Regions from separate parts of the Mus musculus genome. Here region 2 is linked to region 1. A link is a contact called in public Hi-C data. All regions are on one chromosome and are shown on one strand. Each heading gives the region's core, a stretch centred on a gene start, on an enhancer-like site or on the middle of the called end of the contact. The rest is flanking DNA. Distances are from core to core; before and after follow the strand shown. Region 1 has its middle 46 kb from the start of Gm25985. Region 2 has its middle 130 kb from the start of 4930435F18Rik.

Region 1 (3,240 bases), core at 687-3,186:
TCTGGAGTGCAGAACAGCGAGGCAGTGTAGGAAGGGGGATGCAATCAGGATCGCCTAGTTCTACAGTTGTGGTCAGTTATTTAGAGATAATTTTAAAATACTATTTCTGAAAAGTGTCAAACAAGCCAGTCAATGTGCCTCCAACCCGTCTGTTGACGGAGACAAGGAGCATGTCTTCCTCCGTGAAAACATCATGTGTAAATACAGACTTGCCTGGACTGTGTTCATAGACTGAGAATAAAAGGAAATGGCTTTCAAAGCAGTGCTCCTTTGAGCCTAGGTGGTCAGCAGTCTGGTGAACTGATGAACGTTTCTGGGTTTAGCAACGTTGAAAATCCTTTAAACAGTCTCTTTTAGCTCAATGCAGAAGTAGGTTGGCTTGGGCTCACTCTGATCTATAGGGAACAGAGGAAAATGTGTGGTGTTTGCTATGATCAATCTGAATAGTATCTGTCTAACTCAGGGAATAATACCTGCCCGAGGCGGAACGGCTTCTGCTTAAGGTGGAATAGGTCCTGCTTAAGGGGGAATAGCTCCTGCCTACAATGGCAAGAGCAGCTTCAAGTGACGTGTCTCATGAGGTGTCACAGAGGCTGGTTGCTCTATAATCAAAGATGTGCTTCATTTAGCCTTTTCTCTGATGGCTCTCCTTATGAGGGATCCTGAAATCAGACCACCCAGTAAGCACCTCAGCTGATACGTCCTGAATTAGAGGATTGCAATGAGTGGTACTCCCTTCTCTCTCTCTCTCTCTCTCTCTCTCTTGAGAGACTCTGAGACTGTGTGACCTTGGTTATCTTGATGGAAGAGGGGAGCTGTCAAGTGAATGTCTGTAACTCTTTAGGGTACTGTGAGCTGAAACAATGACAGGCTTCCTATGGAGGTAGGTATTGCGCTATTATTATTAATTATTTTGTTGTCAAATCGACACAAGCTAGGGTTATTGGAAAGGAGGAACCCTCCCTGGAGAAAATGCCTTCATAAGGTTAGACTGTAGGCAAGCTTGTAGGATATTTTAAAAATTGGAGACTGATGTGGGATGGCCTAGCTTATTGTGGACGGTGCCATCCCTGGGTGGGTGGTCCTGGGTTCTAAAAGAAAGCAGGCTGAGCAAGACACACTAGGAGCAAGCCAGTAAGAAGAAGCCCCCATGGCCTCTGCTTCAGCTCCTGCCTCCAGGATTCTGCCCTGTTCCTGCCATCAGTGCATTTGATGACCTATTTCATGGAACTGTGAGTGAAATGAGGTCTTTCTTCCCCCACGTGGCTTTTGCTCACTCTTTCATCACAAGAGTAACTCAAAGGCAGTGTCCTTCCACAGGAGGCTGCCTCTTTGCTCCTGTTGGAGGGAGGCTGACATTCTAGGTTAAGATGAATTATGTCTCATTGTCTGGGGTCACAGGTTTCCTCTTGACAGTTTATGTCACTTTACAGTGAGAGATAGAATTTCTAAATTTCCACTCTCCGTTTTTGTTAAGCACTGCTTCATATCAATATTGTCAAGTCTTTGTTCATTTGATGGTTAAATATTGCTGTTTGCTGTTGCATTGGTTTCTGGACCTGTTTTCTCTATTTAGTATTATGGAGATTAAAATGTAATTATTCTAATTTTTTTACGAATTTTTAAATGTGTTTTTATACATTTTAATTGAAATACAATTACATCGCTCTTCCATTTCCCTTTTTCCCTCCAGCCTCTATTTTTAAAATACCTATTAGAAGTTCACTTATCAGTGACTTTTCAATCTGAATTCCTGACATTTTAAACAAGTTCCTACAATCAGTGCATCTTTTTTTCCTTTCAGAGCAAGCTTTCTGGCTGTTTATTGAGGAGAGACCCTGGCCTTTGCTTCTGTTTCTTTTCATGCTAGGAGATAAGGTGACATGAGGGATGTCACTATCCCTAATGACTCTGGTGCTGGCTTTGGACTCTGCAGTTACTGGGTTTGCTTTTATTTCCTCTTGTGTTGCACACATGCCCTTTGGAAAGCATAACTTCCTGAGTCTGCCTTTTCTGCTTTCTTGCTTTTGTTTTTCGTTTCTTTTTCATCTTCACGGTTTTAATATTAGTGATAGGATTAGGCAGTGGTGAATCCCAATAAAGAACACATCATGTGACAGGTCTCATGTAGTTTAATGGGGACAGAGATACAGAGGTAGCCTCTGGGAGAGAGAAGGAAGAAGTGAGAATGGGGAAGGGAGACTGTGACTTTTTTTTTAACAGATCAAAAAGTATATTTACTTAGAAAAGTAGTTTCAACACCCCAAATGCAAAAACAGGTCAGACTGAGCTTGGATTTCCTCATAGCCCTACTCATAGCCCTAAGTAAGAAGGAATGCTCCATCCATTCACGTGACCAGGTCTCTGATCAAGGCTGGAAAAACAAACTCAGAATAGTCCCAAGTCAATATGGGAAACTACGGTAGAGAAACCTGATTTCTCAGAAACAGTTTTGAGTGGGAAGCCTTTAATCCTACCTGTTTAGTGCTTTTCTGTGAGTTTCTCAGAATGAGCTCAAACCTCTTACAAAGCTCCTTAAAACACAAGTTATGGCCGCAAGTCTGGAAAGTTCTATACAAGAACTACGTTAATGATAGTTAAAGAAAATTGAGAACCAGGTCCCCTTGTGAACAGTTGGAATAAGTAGTTGAAGTCTAGGTGGTTTTCTTCTTGGTAGAGGGTCATTCAACTACATCTGGGACCCCTGCTGCCTTTTGTTTCACAAATTTTGTGTTCTGTGCACTCTCTTGGCCCCATGCAGAGTCAAAGGAAGTGGTATCTTGATCTACAAGGTGGGTGTGCTTGGTGCGACCAGACCTTCCGAAATTCTTGACCTGCATGGCTTTTGGAAGAATGGTTTTGTTGAAATGGTCCTCAAGAGTAGGCGCACTAAAATCTCTCTTGTAGACTTCTTCATCTTCGTTCATGAAGAAGGTACCTCGGTGAGAATACTTTTGTAAAAACTTTTATTTGCCTTTAATAGCTTTGTTGGTAATGACATTGTCCGAAGTTCCGCCTGCCTTTCTTCCTCAGTCAGGTTTCTCATGCATTCAATGTCTGCTTTCTCCGTTTCAAGCACTTCTAGGTCTTCTCTGTCGCACTTGATTCTTTTGAGCTCTCGGAGTTTTCACGCCTAGTACTCCTCCTCCTCATTTTCATCATCGGTACTGAGTGCATCCAGGGCGGCAAGGGACCGCTTGTTCTCCTCTAGCTCCTTCTTGGTTTCTTCTACAATTTTGG
Region 2 (3,026 bases), core at 252-2,751, 1.5 Mb after region 1:
TTAATTATCTCCTCTCACATTGCTCCAGGCAAAAGGAAGAGGAAGGAAGAAGAAGATTTAGATTGGGGAGCGACCGAGGAGTATTCTTCTAAATCTTTTAAAGTGGCTTTATTATTTTATTTTATTTTATTTTTACCTTTGGGATTCTTTGTTATTTTAAGGTTCACTTGTAAGACTCTGGACTCCACTCTGAATAAAACATTTTTGTTTTGTTTTGTTTTAGCTTTCCAAGCTGACATAAGCGTTGGATCATCAGGTTTTCCTTTGTCTGCCATCGGTGTAAATAATAGCTTTGAGATTAGCTAATTAAGGGGCATTAATCACTGATAGAAAGGGAATAAATCAAAGCCTTGTTCTAAATTTCAAACTTGCCCGTGTAGATGTGCATAGCTGCTCTATCTGCAGCAGATAGGTGCTGTTTGAATTACTGGTCTTCAGAGTAAACCAAATCCACTTCACTTTTAAAAAATGAATATTGTATTTATACAGCCTGGCGGTGTCGTTACATTAAGCCCCCTCCCTTTCTTACTCCGTTTCATAAACACAGTGTAGACCACAGCTATTATGAGTTAAAAAGAGTCACATCCGTGGCTTTCCCCCTTAGTGCTATGCTTACCTTTTTGAGAATGGAGAGGTCAGCTGGAGAGGGGGAGAGAGAGAGAGAGAGAGAGAGAGAGAGAGAGAGAAGGAATAACCTAAAAGTATAAAGACAGAAGGATGATAATGTGTGTGGAGGCTTGAGGCGCGTTTTGAATCAGAAAACTGTTTCTGTAGAAGTTTTCAAGAGGAGTGACAGGTACAGTCCCTAGGCCACATTCTCTGAGCCCTTCTGCTTAATACCTTAGCACTCATTAGGTTCTGCTTTGTGAGAAAGGAAGCACTGAGGGCGGTGTGGGGTGTGTGTGTGTGTGTGTGTGTGTGTGTGTGTGTGTGTGTGTTGCTGGGTGGACTACGGCATTAGGGATGCACACTGAAGCTTGGGAGGCTCCATTCTCAGGTCTGCAAAGATTTGGGAGTTTGAGTCATTTCGTTACGGACCAGAGAGATTTTTTAAAAAATAAGTACAGCCATAAAACGGCGAGCGGGTCCTTGGAATAAACTGAAAATCTAAGTCCTCAGAGCCAGTCAACACAACACAGCAGATAGTACAGCACCAGACAGAGACCTGAACGCTCTTAGCTCCGTGTCTGTGCTCTGTGTGAGCGCCGCCCTCCTCGACCTTTGCGCATAAAAACTTGTGAGTTGGGGTTTCTCATATTCTCTTCCTCCGCCTCCTGTTAGGCCATGTCTCCTTTTAGCAGCGACTCCCAGCTGAGGACCCAAGTTCAGAATCTTCTCTATGTATAGGACCGAAAGTCAGAGTGGTGTCCCAAGGGCCAAACTGGAGATCTAACCTTCCTGGAAGGTCTCCCTTGGAAGATCCTCCCTCCCTCCCTCAGCCCTCCAGTCTGATGTTTGGAGAAAATCTCGCTTCCCAACCTCCGAATCTCATTACTCGGTGGGTTCTGTCCTTGACTGAACAAGCCTGGCTGCCAAGGGCAGGTGCCAGTTCGCTGGAGGCTAACCCTGTCTAACAGCCCCGGCTGTGCACCCCCCTCCCCCGCCCCTCTGCAGCTGCCCTTACTTCCCTTTTTTTAAATCTTTTAAAAACTCCAGAACCCTCATCATTTTTTTTAAAGGTCCTCAACGTACCGTGTTATTAAAAAAGAGGCTCTGGATCTGCAGGGGCGTTAGCAACCCAGGGGGCTAGGGGATAAGGGGACCGGGGCAGGCCCCGGGAAGAGGCATCTGGAAAGGAAGGGGGGACATTTGCATAAAGCTTTGTCTTGAACGGGCCGAGGGTTATAACGCTAATTACTCAAGATTAATGTGAAGATCGGTCTCCATTGCTCACTAAGATTTATTTAAACACCGAACTGCTGGAGGTCCAGGCTGTAAACCATCCCACCCGGCCTCGGGGCGGGACTTTCTCCTTGTGTGAAGTTTTTTTTATTTTATTGTATTTTTCCAAGTCCACCTGAGACAGAATGAGAGCTGAGGCGGGGTGAGAGGGAAAAGCCATTCTAGAGGATATTGTTCTCTAAAGTAACACCTCCGGGCCTCGGATGTATAAACAGACCAAGTGCATTTCCCAGTCTTTTCCCTTTGCAGACTTTCAAATGAAGGAAAAAAAAAAAAAAAAGCAACAAAACAAAACCTTTTAGCGTTGTTGGTACAGAGCGTAAAGGAGCAAACTTGGTGCTGGCGCGCCTCCTAGTGTCTTCAAAGGGAAGAGAAACCGTAAAGGCACGCTGCTCCACTAAGAAGGCATAGAGCCCTGAGCTGGCTCCTTCATAGGATTGCTGACAGTCATGGGGGCATGACTGTTTTATGCTGAGCATGCACACGCACATACATCCGCGGCTGCGCCCAGGATCACAGTCAGAACTTCCGGTATTCCAATTCAGACTATAAGATCGAAAGTCATCTTCTCTCAAAATATGTACCTCAAGGTAGGGAGAGTGGAGAGCCCGTAGTTAAAATTTTTCTGACTTTTCCAAAGTACTATCAGACTAGAGCCCAATTTTTAAAAAGACGTCGATTTAACACTTAATTTTTTAATGTATCTTATTTGATAGATATTATTTCCCTGTAGAAACCCTCAGGATTGCTATTTCTCTTTAGGTTCCTTGGAGATGTTGCAAAGATGATATTAATGTATGGAAAACTGAATTTTGCGCTTTAGTATCAGGCTGTGACTTGAAACAACTGGAGACTTCAGAGAATAATTTCCTGCTTTGCTGCTTCTTTCCTTGGGGGTAAATTATGTTGTGAGGAACTTCAACATCAATAAAACAACGACCTTAACACAAAGCTACTACTGAGAGAAGGGCTAGAAGAAGCAGTGGACTGTAAGCCAGAAAGCCATTGACTCCTTTTGGACAAATAGTTTTCCCAAAGGAGCCTTCGTTTTCTGTAAAGGGCATAATCCCAGTTAGCTTGCTAACACATCTTCTGCACTCAGAGAAAGTACAAACTCCAAACAC

Evidence for each region. Hi-C and Micro-C count contacts between places; a contact is called where the count stands out from the background.
Region 2: a Hi-C map of the N1E-115 cell line shows a contact between it and region 1, with 5 times the contacts expected there. The contact joins two enhancer-like sites. A contact is called at or near these places in 1 of 484 Hi-C or Micro-C datasets (the N1E-115 cell line) and 1 of 115 datasets of contacts at active chromatin or transcription factors (stem cell-derived neural progenitor cells).

The regions. Positions count from the first base shown.
Region 1 is chr13:115,160,950-115,164,189 of GRCm38.p6, forward strand. It overlaps the pseudogene Gm18759. Among named protein-coding and RNA genes, the nearest start is that of Gm25985, 46 kb to the left of the region's middle. Within about 2 kb of position 1,937, at least 11 of the 459 cell types and tissues checked have an H3K27ac peak or open chromatin away from gene starts, as enhancers often do. A contact at or near this core is called in the N1E-115 cell line, where this site is marked.
Region 2 is chr13:116,710,165-116,713,190 of GRCm38.p6, forward strand. No RefSeq gene overlaps it. Among named protein-coding and RNA genes, the nearest start is that of 4930435F18Rik, 130 kb to the right of the region's middle. Within about 2 kb of position 1,502, at least 51 of the 459 cell types and tissues checked have an H3K27ac peak or open chromatin away from gene starts, as enhancers often do. A contact at or near this core is called in the N1E-115 cell line, where this site is marked.